Regions from separate parts of the Mus musculus genome. Here region 2 is linked to region 1. Evidence: chromatin contacts called from public HiChIP or PLAC-seq data. All regions are on one chromosome and are shown on one strand. Each heading gives the region's core, a stretch centred on a gene start, on an enhancer-like site or on the middle of the called end of the contact. The rest is flanking DNA. Distances are from core to core; before and after follow the strand shown.

Region 1 (6,808 bases), core at 2,442-4,941:
GTGTCGGGAGAGACTGGTTTATCTGACAAGGGCACAGGGGTGGATGTGAACACGGCAAGCTCAGCGAACACACTGTTCTGCAGGTGGCAGGGCCGCAGCACGGGAAAGCAGCACATGCGCAGTAGGAATGAAGGACAGGGCCTACCTTCTGGACTTGATAGATCTACAGGAAAGGATGGAAGAGACAAGCAGGGGGAGAAACAGAGAATTCAGTTAAAATTGTGGGAATATGAGAATGGTTCTGTGACAACCAGAAATACGAATAAACGCTATACTACAGAAAAACAAAGATTGTAGATGGAATATAAAGAGAAAATGCATTAAGGTCCACGTCTTCACTCGTTTGGTGCTGTCTTAAATGACGGTTGACGGTCACTCGCTCCACAGCAATGCCTGCAGATCCCACTGTTACCAGATGCACAGCCCATTGCCACAGCAGGCAATAGGAATTAAAGACACCTTTTCAGACTTTAAAGGAGATGGGGACACGGAGGGAGGAAAAGCGGCTCAGGAAGGAGTGGGAAGGGAAGGAGAGAGGGGAATGGCAGGGGGTTCTGATCAAAATACATCATATATCCATGTACAAAATCGTCAAAGAATAAACATGAAGTTATCTTTAAAAAGAAAACTGCCTTTCACACTAATATTTAACCAGAAAAGTGTCAAATTTTAAGTGAGGAAATTGAGAGGTCAGATTCAGAAAGGATTAATAGAGAGGTTTTAGCATCCTGGTCCAGGCAGATTTATAGGAAAGAACATTCCGGCGAAATACTGCAGCCATGAGATTGTGCTGAGAGACAAGACGGACTCCCTCTCCCCAACACGGTGCTTTGCTTTGGAACCGTCTTTTAATTTCAGTCTCCACTAAGACAGGGATACCTGCATTCATTTGACAAGCCGTGAGGTATGTCAGACCTTATTAAGGGTCCAGGACTAGAACTAGAAATCTGACATTTGATTTATATGGGAAAGCACAGGTAAACACAGTCATCGTTCGACTATTAATAAATGCAGCACCACCAACCAAAAATGAATATACAGTCAGTGGCATCGAGACACACGTCTTTCCATCAGTCTAAACTCTCGGTCAAATCAGTCCAAGGACCCCCACAATACCCCTACATGCTATTCCTATCTGGTGAGCCCATCAATAAGTTCAGATCTACTCAACCGGTCCTGAAGCACAGCTTGAGGTTGCTGCTGCATTGGCTCCTGCCATCTGTGTGGCTGACGGTCCTTACCAGGGACACCTAGAGTACCCTGGGTCTGAATACCGCTCATTGTCCTAAGACCTGGTGACAGACCTGCACCCCAGCACTTCTGCCTTTCCCATATTTGCTCTCTTCATGCTCTGCAAGCTCTCCTGAGGGACCCCAACTTTGGCACGGGCTTGAGGCCTCCTCAGCTCGTCCAGGCTGCCTTAGCTCCAACCCTTTTCTCTATGAAAGCCATTCCCTCTCAGCAGCAGCGTGACCCGGAGAAAGCAAGGATCACATTTCCCAGTTTTATAACAAAATATCAACCCCACTGGCTAAACACTGGTCATCCAAAGCATATTCATTTCTCCTTAATCAACAACTTAAAATGCCAGTGCCCTGGGCTATCAGATGGTATGAGCTCCAGCTGGGTCTGATGCTGCTAATAATAGCCTGGACTGAGAAGGCAGGCAGAGCGGTCTGTGAGGGGCTGTGGGGTTGGGCTGGAAGCTTGGGCTGTTAGCTGTTCCCTCTCTTCTCTATAGACTTGCCCGCTGACACTGAACACACGTATGTATGTAAGCATATATGTGTACCGCCTGGACTAGGCCAGATCTGGGACAGCTAGATGGACAGCTATTGCTTCTCTTCCTATGTGGTCCCTGCTACAGGTGTGGACTCTGTCTGGCAAATTCTGCTTCAAAAGCAGCATGAGAAGATATTTGGTGTCCTTCTGCTCAAATAAAAAGTGTAAGGACTCACTAATTTCTTCCTGGTGGTGGGCACTGCCACACTCACAGCTAACTGCCCAGGGGTTTGTAGAAGCTTTAAAAAATATAATCGTGCACATATGCCAATCAATGCTACCCATCAGTAAGAATGAATACAGTTTCAAGTATTACTTAGTGGATGCATGTAGACATACCACACAACTCACCTTGACCTTTGTGGGAATTGTACATCTTGGTGAAAGTCACCCAACCTAACAGTATGAGCATGACGTGGGGCCAGCTCACAGCCTCATCGTATGCCACTGCCCAGAGTTCTTGGTTTGTCTCTGATAAGAGTGGAAACAGACAGCGGGGAGGCACATCATGCACTGGAAGGACAGTGAGACATGAAGTGCAGCTGACCCCCAGAACTAGCAGAGCAGCAAAACACCCTGGGAATTTTGGCAGATTGCTAGGGCTGGGTCTGGGGCTCAGTATGGAATACCTAGCATATATGAGAACCCGGGTTCAATCCCCATTGCTGCCAAAAGGAAAAAGAGAAAGAAAAAAAGAGCAAAGGACTGTGGGAAAATCAGGGTGAGGGGATAGTAGAGAAGCCTAGAGCATGGGGAGCAGTCTTGGAGGGGGTGCTCCCATAGGACTCTTGGCTCGGCAGATGACAAGAGCTACCCTCTGTAACCCTAAGAAACAGCAGCCTCCAGCCACAGAACTATCTACCTCTCCATGCAACTACTCTGTGGCTCCCACAGTCAATGGGAAGGGTTAGCAGGGCCCTGCACACAGTAGGCCCACAAGTGTCTACTGAACGAGCAGAAATGTTTCACAGAGAAAATGATAGCAGGAGGTCTGAGAAATAGCTGGGACTTGGTTATTAAAATAAAAATTAAATATTCAGTCCAAATAAATTGGCCCAGTTTGTACGATGCAGCCACGTTAGCCGAGGAGCTCAAGTTGGGATGGTTCCCTGGGCCTGGGCGGGGCCCGCTCAGAGGTGCGTGACAGTGGCCTACAAAGCAGTAGGCTCTTTTCCTATTTTCCATTTGTGGGCCCAGATATTTGTCTCTGGTGAGTTTCCTGAAGATGTTTCCTGGTGGGAGCAGCCAGACAGGTGTTTACCTGGCCTGACTCCCCTTAGGCCCACATGACCCTCGGCCAAGAGACCAGGAGAGGGAGGCACGTCAGTTAACTCGAGGGGCTGTGAATCACAGTTCATGTGGTAAAGCCCAAATAATTAACGCAGAACCCAGGACCACTTATTTTCTGATTTTTGAAAAATAAACCTGCTCAGAAGGGAGACAGATGCTAGGAAAACACTGACCCCAAGCTTTTCCCAGAGAACTAAAAGAAAAAAAACACACATAAGGCCAGGTGGTGGTGGCATCCGCTTCTAATTGCAGTACTTGGGAGGCAAAGAGGCAGGGGGATCTCTGTGAATTTGAGGCCAGCCTAATCTACAGAGGTAGTCCCAGGACAGCCAAGGCTACATAGAAAGACCTTGTCTCAACAAACAAACAAAAACCACACAAAAGTACCAACTTCTAAATGTAAAATCACAAAGACTAAACACATTACACTTTTGAAATTTTTTCATTTGTATTTGTAACCGGAAAGAAAAAAATGAGTCATTTTCCAATACTGGGTTACTTTTCTGCTCATAGCTTAGCATAAAGGAGACGCTTGCCAAACCTATCTAAAGGTCACTCTGTAATCACCACAGGGTAGGGGTGAGGTCCCTCCCTGTGGTGACTGCCCTGACTGCCTTCCCCACACTGGGGCTCTGGTTACCCCTTTTAGGCTGTGGCTCCCAACACTCTACAGCTACCCACACGCTATCTCCAAGTTTCCTTCCCCAAATCAAGTCTGGCCACATCCCCTCTTCTGCTGATATATTTCCTCCTGGGATGGCAAAGCCCCCAGGCCGAGGATGGTGAACATCTTAAGCTGTGGATCCGCCACCCCTACAGTACACGTGACAGGTTTGGGACTTGCTGATCTGGAGGAGGAACCTGCTGGTCTTAAGAGAATTTGGAATCCCAAGCTTCCATCTGAAGTTACACAGACAATGAGCATCAGCTGGGGTCCATTAACAGAACCAGAACCTGTACATGGAGGACGACTCCAGCAGCTGGTCTCAAATCTGCATGGCCAAGCTCAGTAGCATGTGGCTGAAGCAAATACTCCCCCAGAGGGATCATTTATCAGTTACAGGAAAGGTTGTGAAGAAGCCAGGACCCTAACGTACTTACAGAGCCCACACGCTGGCTGTTGGAACAAAATTCTGACTCAAGGTTTTAAAAACCCACAGTAGACAAGATGAAGGGTTGAAGGTACTGATGACCACCCCGGTCCCCTAGAACACATTTATTTGTTCCTGTGGCTACTTATTCCAAAGTTTACACTAACCATTGATAGATACTAATAAGCCTCAAAGCAATTTTGTTTTTAAAGGAAAGAAGTTGACCAATTAAATTAAAAGAAAATCATTTTGGTCTTTTCTGGTTCTAAGAGGATCCAGACCCTACTCCCCCGCCCCCCAACGCCCTGTTAGAAGCCCAAACCCAATCCTCTCAAGCTCCTCTCAGCTAGAAAGCTGTCCTAGGAACTACGACTAAAGGGCAAGCTCTCAGGCTGCGAGCATCTCTCTGGCTCCATTAGGTCTCCAGTTGGACAGCCATGCCTAGCATCTGTGCTAAGTGCACACCAGGGCTAACCTGGAACAGATGTCCAGCATTCATGCTGTGTGCACTCTGGGGCTAATCTGGAACAAGAACTACAAGGAGCACACGCATTCCAAGCTGGAGCAACACTAAGGTGACAATGACGAGAGCAGGTGCCCAACAGCAGCAGGTACGCTGTCTTCACAGTCCTGAAAGAGAAAGAGCCAACCTCGGAACACTCAGCCCCCATTACCTCTTTCTGCTGCCGTTCCAGCTCCTTCATCCGGATCTCTCGAGCCTCGGCTCGGGCTGCACGCTTCGCTGCGAGCCTGGCCTCCGCCTGAAACAGACCCAGAAACCTTGTTAGAGAACAGACCAGGCAACTTCCGGGCATGTAGTTAATGACACAGTAGAGAGAAAATCTTGTTTAGGGCTTAACAAGCACACTGTGTGATTCACAGATGCACCGGAGAGGCAGGGTTGTCAGGAGTAGGAAGAAGGGGAGCTCCGCCTTTATCTAGTTTCAATTAGCTGGGTGGGGTCCACCAAAGTCCAAAAACCTTACATGGGAAATCTCAGAAATAAAGGATTATTTAAACATGTCCGATGCTGAGCCGCGTGATCAAATCCGGCACCATTTTGTTCTGCCTCGCTTTGCCCAGAGTTTCCACCATCTGCCTGTTAGTTACCGTCAGCTCCGCGCCAGCAACAGCCAGAACCTGTCTTGAGGTTGCCTGCCCTCATTTCACTTAGCAATGGCCCCCAAGCACAGGGAATGGTGATTCTGACAGTTTCCATATGCCAAAGAAGAGGTTAGAAGTACTTCCCTTTAATAAAGACGTGAAAGTTCCTGACGCCAAAAGGAAAGGAAAAGCCTATGCTGAGACTGCCATGGTCTGCAACATTGTTGTTACTGTGCCCGGCTTAGACATAAAGATCCATCATAGGCACATATGTCCAGGAGAAACACAGCTCAGCAGAGTTTGGCACCATCTGCTGTCCCCTGAGGACAGGAGGACGACCACTGAGCCCTAACCAAATGCCAGGTGGATGCTGTCCTAAGAGCTTCTTTTATGTTGTATGACACATTCCTTAGCCCTGTCCCGTATCAGAGTCCGGGGTTCCTACAGGGCCCCAGTCTGACAGCCTCACAGACAGACAGATCTACTCTGTGAGACTCCTGCCAATCCCTCGTGGCCCACCCTGCTGCCCTATGACTTCCCTCTCCCCTGTAAGAAGCTCGGGTTCTCCCAAGGGCACAGTGGAGGGCTCTGGATGGTAGAGACCCTGGCTGTCAGAACACATCTGACTAGGCCAACTAAGGGGTTATAGATGGCATTTTGACCCCGTTGCATGTCTATAGACCATATGAATGTTCTTATCTCATACATCCCAGCATCGAAGGAAGTACAAGGCAGAATGTTCAAGAATTCAGGTATTCTCTGGGATCAAGTCACTCCTTCTTGGCAGGTAAGCTCCCTTGATACACAGTCAATAATTCTTCTACCCACAACTCTGGAGTTTTGCAATGTCTCACTGATTCCCTGGTCATTTTAAAACAGCACTCTCTGGGCAGCCCTCAACTGGCTAGTGGGGCTGGCCAGGAAGTGGCAAGAGCCTCAGCGTGCCTGGCTTCCCCAGAGGCACACTCCCATAGGTGATAGGTACTGAGGGCTGACCTGCATACTACCTCCCTGACTGACTGTATGTATGTATATATGTACACACACATATACATGCACACACACACACACACACACACACACTATATATATATATATATATATATATATATATATATATATATCAGAAGACAAACTAGTCTTTCCTTTTCCCTTCCTTCCTCTTTTAAAATTTTTTCATTGTTGATTCTTGTACTTGTAAAAGACCAAGGTCTTGCTATCTCCATAGCCCAGGCCAACCCGAAATTCACCATCCTCCTGCCTCAGCCCTCCCACACCCTGGCATGCTGGGATTTCAGGAGTTCACAATCATACCCATCCCTGATCTCATTCAACTCTAATCTAAGTTGAATTCTAATCTAAATTGAGTCACAAGGGATTTCTTTCCGACTTCCAAGGAGTTGACTTCATAGCAGACTTTGTGTGGCCCCTTATCAGTCCAAGCCCAGGTTTTTCAAATCAAAGGGTAATCAACACTGAGGCCTGGGCTGCAGCTGGAACACAGTGGTGGGGCACTGCCTTGTCATGGCTGTGTCAGAACT
Region 2 (6,808 bases), core at 1,724-4,223, 120 kb before region 1:
GGAATGGTGCTGCCCACAGTGCAGTTAAGACAGCCTCCCACAGACATGCCCACAGGCCAACCCAATGTAGAAGAGATCCCCTTCTCAGGTAATTCTATGCTGTGTCAGGTTGATAATCAAAACTAGCTACCACTGTGCTTTGAAAAGGCAGCAGGCCTCAGGCACAGCTGGCTGGGGTTGAGCCTAGGCCTGCCGACTTCCAAACAAGGGCTGACCTGAGTCAGTTAGTGATCTAAACATGACAGGAGGAACCACTGCAGCTCCAGGGTGGATTGCAGGAGACCATCCTGGCCCACCTTGTTAATTTAGCACCTAGAGGTGTACCACATTACCCAGCCCTGGGCATATTACCTGTGCCTGGGTGTTTAGCGACCCTAAACCAAGCTGGCGAATTGCAATATGAACTGTGTCTTTCCTCTTTTGTCTGATGAAAATACGAGATCAAAAATCATCCCCGAAGCTCCACATTGCACAAACTCGAAGGTGACCTATTTCCCCAGAGCGGAATGCTAGCTGTGGTTGATGTGAGCTGGTAGAGAGGGCTTCTTTCTCTGGTTCCTGTCCTCATGTTGCCTGATCTCTTTGGGTGGAAAGTCCATCCTCACCTCTGTGAGAGGAAGCTAAGGGTACAGTCATCACATCCTTTGCTCAGAGTCTGGCTGCTTAGCCCCCATCCATCCCTCTCCTAGACCACACTGGGCATCTTCTCCTGATGGGGTCCAGCTCTATTCACCAGCTTAGTCCTTATTCCTGGAAGAGGCTCAGTACAGGGATCTAGTACTGCATAGGGCACTGTGGGAGCCTTGCTGGTCCTTAGAAGAGGGATAGGGGAAAGCCTAGTCTTGTTTAACATCCTGTCTCATGAGAATATCAAGTTGTTCCTCACTGCTCTGGGGACCAGGGAGCCCACTGCAGCAATGGGCAGAGTGACCCAAGGACTGAGCCCAGGTCCCAGGCTCAGGAACACGGTCTGGAGAGGTTGGAGACGCAAGGCCCGTAGGCTCCAGACAGCACAGGGGAGCCAGAGCTGGGCTCTTCAGAACTGTTAGCTCCATCATGTTCTATTGAAGGGTGGCCCTATCATAACTATCTATTTACTGATGAGAAAACCGAGGCCTCACATGAGAAAAGAGTTGAAGTGTCAGTGCCAGAGGTGGTGCAGACCAGAGCTGAATTTGGTCCTGGCTCTCATAGCCCAAGATGTAGCTCTGGTGCTGGCTTGAGATAAGACCCTAGAGAAGCTTGGAGTGAAGTCAAAGGGCAAGGCCTGTCCTTTGAGGTTGTCATGGTGGGGCAGGTAAGGAAGAGCTGAGGAGCACAGAGAGGGTGGGGAACAAAGGGACTGGAGGGTACCACCCAGTGTCACCCACAGTGCTGCCAGGAAGGATACATTAATGGGTGGACCATTGGAAGGATACAGATCTGGCATCTGCCAGCCCAGCCCCGGATACTGAGGCCATGGACACAGCAGAGGCACTGAGTAGCTCACAGAGAGCGAGATGTTTCAAGTTGGGCGGAGAACAGGAGGAGAAAGAGTTCTGATCATAGGAACAGAGCCATCAGCTGCCTGACCAGGACAGATGGACCCCAGGGGACAGGAGATATCCATGAGGGCTGAAGCCCAGCTATGCAGCAGAAACTGGAGTATCCCCTAGAAAGTGATCTCCACACTCATGTGCTTGGCCCACCATGGTCTAGGGAAAAGGGCTGGCATAGGACTGCCTGAGTCTGGACAGGGTGCCCAGCATGGCTAGAATCAGTGTTTCTGAAGCCAGGGTGGTATGGCACCGAGCAAAACTTCACAAAGTGGCACACAGTGAATTCCCTGGCAGTGAGTTGGGCGTGGGACCATCCTTGTATGGTAATAACAGACTCTGGAGCATGTATCTTGACAGTGAGGCCAAAGCAGTGAAACTGAAGCCCTACGTTTAATTAAAAATAAAAAGCCAAATAGCACACCAGAGCCCTGTCCCCAGCAGCATGTGGAACCACGTGTGGCCTGGTGGCAGAGCTCTGCAAATCTGAGCTTGCTCTCACTGCAGGCAGACATGCCACCAGGCTAGTGCCAGCCAGTCTGAGACTCCCCACAGGCATCACTAATCAATAGGTCGAGACTGGATAGGGTAGGATACCCTGGGAGGCTAGCCACTCAGGAAGAGGTTGAAGGAGGTTGTGTCAGGATGGTAGGCTTGGCACAGAGATGCCCACAACTCTGAGATGGGGCTGGTGAGGAAAGGAGCTAGGTGTTGGTACACACTAGAGTCCTGAGAACAAAGCTGAGACCTGGGGACTTTTAGGAAAAGCTAAGGAGTAGCCGTCGTGAGTGGAGACCTGTCCAAGGGAAAGGCTGACAGATGGAAATCGCTCTTGGGAGGCAATCCACAGCCTTCAGTGAGAGACCTCTGCTCTTGAGGGGCCATGGAGGGGCTGCTGGAAGTTTTCTGGGCCCAACCTAGAGCCCTAGGAAACACAGAGGACAGCAAGGCACCACTCCCCAGCAAGTACTTGAACTGCACTTGAGCTCATGAAGCAGCCAGTATATGGATGCTCAGGCCACAAGAGTACAGTGAGCACACCTGGGGACCTCGGAGCCAGCAGCGCACACTTGAGGATCATGTCAGCCACAGTGGAGGCTGGGGAAAGGGTAACACCATCTCTGTCCCACCAGGATCCCCTGTGGAAGCCTTCCTGTGGTAGTCAGGAAGCCTCAAATGTACAGCAAGCTCCAGAAGCTGGGATGAGACCTCGTGTGAGTGTCAAGGGTCCTCTCTCCATTTATCCCCTATACTTTATGGCTCCTGGCACCCAGACCTGCCTTGTACCTCATATGACTCCCCCTTTCATGAACTCCGTGCCCCAAGCTGTCCTCCTCCAGCTGCCCATAGCTGCAGGAAGCCAGCACACCCTCCATAGACATAGACACAGCCACATCCGGGGTGCTCAGGGTGAGGGGGCAAAGACTTTTTTTTAAAACCACATTTGCCCTGCTTTCACCTCCCACTCCTTTCTGACTCACAGGGGCAGTCGTCCCTGGCACGCAGCAGAGTGGCACATACATTTTCACCAAATGCCTGAGATACCCACACACCACTGCCAGGAAACACAGCTAGGAAAGGAAGGCAGGGTACCTGGGGTCACCACTGGTGCAAGGTACTGGCTAGGCAATGGAGAGGATCAAGAGTGACTTGGCCTTCCTTCCTGTTCTGGAAGAGTCAGTTTTAGGGCAGAGAAGGGGGTGCCTCAGGGAAGGTTCTGGGTGCCATGCATTAGAACCCGGTGTGTGCTGATGTCGACACCAAGGATCAGCTAAAGAGATCTGGTGTCCCCAAGTCCCCTGTGAAGGGGCCAGGGAGGGGAATAGGAGATGCACTCCTGTCCTGCAGAGCTAGTACACAGGAGAGACTGTGCTGCCTCTGTGGAGAGATGGTCCCCAACAGAAAAGGGCACTTGGAGGCTGGGGGCCCAGAAGGACCAATCATGTCCCCTCCACACTTCCAGGAGAATGCTTCCCCCCACCCCACCCCCAGCATTCTGCCAAGACAAAAATCTCCTGGATAGTCTTTGGGCCTCCCTGGTCTAGCTGTAGAGCTGACCCTACCTGACCTGGTCCTTGTACCTCCCATTCTTCTCAGATCACCCCTCCACCTCCCAAGGGGGAGACTTGCTATGCTCAGCCCCATCTTTCTTCTGCTAGACTCATAAACTCATCCCTTCCTGCCTTGGAGAGTGTGGATTGGGGCCACGGGCAGCTCCGCAGGCAGAGAGTAGTTTCATTTTGTAATTGGAAGAACATCCTAATCTCTCATAAAGAACAAGCAACAACAAACAGTAAAACTGCCTCAAACTTTAAGCTTTGGAGTCAAAAGGCTGACTCTATGTGCAGGCAAATGTAACCACTGGGGACTGCTGCCTCTGAAACCTAGACGGAGACAATGCTGCTCTCTCAGCTGCCTGTCAGGACAGGCGTGCCCCTCGGCTGTGCATAACTTCAGAATTCAGCATCGCTCCTCTGCTCCTTCTCTCTACTACTATATGTGCCTCAGCTGAGCACACATAGCATCACACACAGAGAGAAGCCATCACGAGTGGATGACATCAGAGTGCTAGTGCCGGCTGCCATCCTGAGCGTGCTTACCACAGACGCTCTGGAGATGTGGGCTCAGGACTTCTCAGGTAGCAGTAACCCACAGGGGGTTCCTAGGGGAACCTCTGTCCTCAGAGGCTCTGAGACTCTAGGGCAGTCCTAGCAGATGACGGTCCCTGCCACATCACAACGATGCCCAGAAGTAACCAGGCACCTGGGAGCAGCATTTGCACGACACTACATCAGTGACAGATGGCTCCCACAAAGGAACTGGAGGTGAAGAGAGCAAGGACATCCCGAGAACATGAGGGCAAGCTGAGAACAATCCTCTGCACCATCTTTCCCCCCACACCAGGTCTTCAGGGCATCTTCTGTCTGTGTGGGTGGCTCTGACATCCCTACAGCTCATCCTACACAGTCCTAGGAGAACAAAGGGTTTTCATTGTTTGACACTAATGGTGGCACCCCAGTTTTGTTTTTTTTTTTGAAAAGCTCTGTCTGGAACCTTTTACCTAGTAGAGGAGGTAAAATGTACATCTTGGCAGCCCAAGGGTCTGTCTCAAGATTAGACCACCTTCTAGGCCACAAAGCATGCTTTAACAAATGTAAAAGAGACAAAGGTAAAAGAGTCAGGAATTTTCTAGTGTCTTATGGGACCACAGTGAAATGAAACTAGAAATAAGTAACAAAACCAATCGCAGAAACTACACAGTCATTCGAACTGAAGAACACACTTTTACATACCTGCCCTGTAGACCAGCTGACATGTTCAACCTCTAGTCTGACTACCTGGGGAGGCAGAGGCAGGTGGATTTCTGTGAGCTCCAGGCCAACAAAGGCTACATAGTGAGGCCTGCTCAAAATTAAAAAAAAAAAAAAAGACTATTAGTCCACTTTCGCTGGTGAGCATAGACATGAAAATGGTCAATCAAATACCTATATATAGAATTCAAGCACACACCAAGACCAAGGTGAGTCATGATCAAGGTAACCAGGGGCTACACAGTTGCTCCAGCATATGAAACCAAGGACTGTAACACAACATAGAAACACACTTTAGGGGTGCCAGAGAGATGGCTCAGCAAGTTCAATTCCCAGCAACCACATGGTGGCTCGCAACCATCTGTAATGGGATCCAATGCCTTCTTCTGGCATTTCTGAAGACAGCTATAGTGTACTTATATAAAATAAATCAATAAATATTTTAAAAAGGAAAGAGAAAAGAAACACACTGTAGGACAGAAATCACCTGATCACCTCTGTAGATGTGGAAAAGGCCTTAGAGAAAGTTCAGTGTCACTTCATGAGGGAACTAAGAACATAAGGAGTAGATTGTAATGTGACAAAGGCTGTATACAGAAAACTATAGACAGGGAAAGCGAAAGCATTTCCTCCAATATCAGAATAAGGAAAGTGAGCATTATGCTCACTCTTCTTTTTTCTGTATCTGCCTGTGTGTATATACACATGACACACGAAGATGCATGTGTCCAAAGCACACACACATGCACACGCACACGCACATGCAGATGTATTCACGTATGCAGTGGCTGTGTGTGGAGAGCAGAGGATGCTTCCCAGCGACCAGACACTGCACACAACACAAATGCCCCTTGAGGGGCCCTTCCTGTTGCTCCTGCTCACTATAGCACTTACACTCATAGAGAGGGCGATAAGAGAAAGAAACAAAGATACAAACAGGAAAGGAGAAGTCTAAGCATCCCTATTTGCAGCTGACATAGACCTGTACTTAAAGACTCAGAGGACTCCCCAAGAAAACTAGATCTTACCCATCCGTTCAGCAAAGCACCAGGAAACAAAAGCAACACACAACTCAGTAGCCTCCCTGTACACCAACAATCAAAATCCTATACCTGTGTCAAAAAAAGAAAGAAAATTAAAAAAGAGAAAGGAATAAATACAAAAAACCAAAACCAACCAAACCAAACCAAAACAAAAAGTGCCAAAATTTGAAAAATGAAAGGAAGAAAAGGAGGACAGATGGACAGGATGGACAGGATGTCTCTACAAGTAGCGAACAATGGGAAACAGAAAACAAAACCCCAAATGCAGTTCTTCTGTCTGTCTGTTTGTTTGTTTGTTTGTTTTTCTGAGGCAGGGTTTCTCTGTGTAGCCCTGGCTGTCCTGGAACTCACTCTGTAGACCAGGCTGGCCTTGAACTCACTGAGATCCACCTGCCCCTGCCTTCTGAGTGCTGAGATTAACGGTGTGTGCCACCACGTCCAACTCCCAAACATGTCTTAAAACCAGAAAAGCAAACAATTCCCAGAGACCACTGACAGTGCCCCAGGTCCCACCAGGCTCTGCATGGGGGCAGCATCCTCACAACTGTCCCAAGGGATGTGACCCTGTGCTACCTTCATTCTGGTGAGGAGCCTAGATGATAGGGAGTAGCCAGCCCAAAGTCACGAGACCCAGGCAAGCAAATGCAATGTGTCCTCCCAGTCCTTGGAAACGTCAGATGCTACCTGGGTCTCAATGCTGCCAGGAGAAGGAGAGTTAGCCTTCTCCCAGGGATGAGCCCCTTCCTGGTTCTCTAATACAAAGTGGTCCTCCCAAAAACCATATACACACATAAACAGCAATATCAAACTCAGTAGGTTGTACTTACATAATTGTGCGCACTTGTACATAAAACACACACACACACACACACACACACACACACACACACGTAACAATAATAAAGAAAAAAACCCTATG

The links. HiChIP or PLAC-seq counts read pairs in DNA pulled down with a chosen protein or histone mark.
Region 2: an HNF4G HiChIP or PLAC-seq map of pancreatic cancer cells shows a contact between it and region 1. The contact joins two enhancer-like sites. A contact is called at or near these places in 1 of 484 Hi-C or Micro-C datasets (CD4 T cells) and 6 of 115 datasets of contacts at active chromatin or transcription factors (the HPC-7 cell line, effector CD8 T cells, epiblast stem cells and 3 more).

Annotation. Positions count from the first base shown.
Region 1 is chr1:91,066,679-91,073,486 of GRCm38.p6, reverse strand. Lrrfip1 (leucine rich repeat (in FLII) interacting protein 1) reads right to left here. Exons shown (of 25, transcript NM_001310732.1): 2 at 4,838-4,924; 3 at 146-163. Among named protein-coding and RNA genes, the nearest start is that of Lrrfip1, 17 kb to the right of the region's middle. Within about 2 kb of position 3,691, at least 38 of the 459 cell types and tissues checked have an H3K27ac peak or open chromatin away from gene starts, as enhancers often do. A contact at or near this core is called in the HPC-7 cell line and pancreatic cancer cells, where this site is marked.
Region 2 is chr1:91,189,621-91,196,428 of GRCm38.p6, reverse strand. All of the region lies in intron 1 of Ramp1 (receptor (calcitonin) activity modifying protein 1), which reads right to left. Among named protein-coding and RNA genes, the nearest start is that of Ramp1, 13 kb to the right of the region's middle. Within about 2 kb of position 2,973, at least 76 of the 459 cell types and tissues checked have an H3K27ac peak or open chromatin away from gene starts, as enhancers often do. A contact at or near this core is called in the HPC-7 cell line and pancreatic cancer cells, where this site is marked.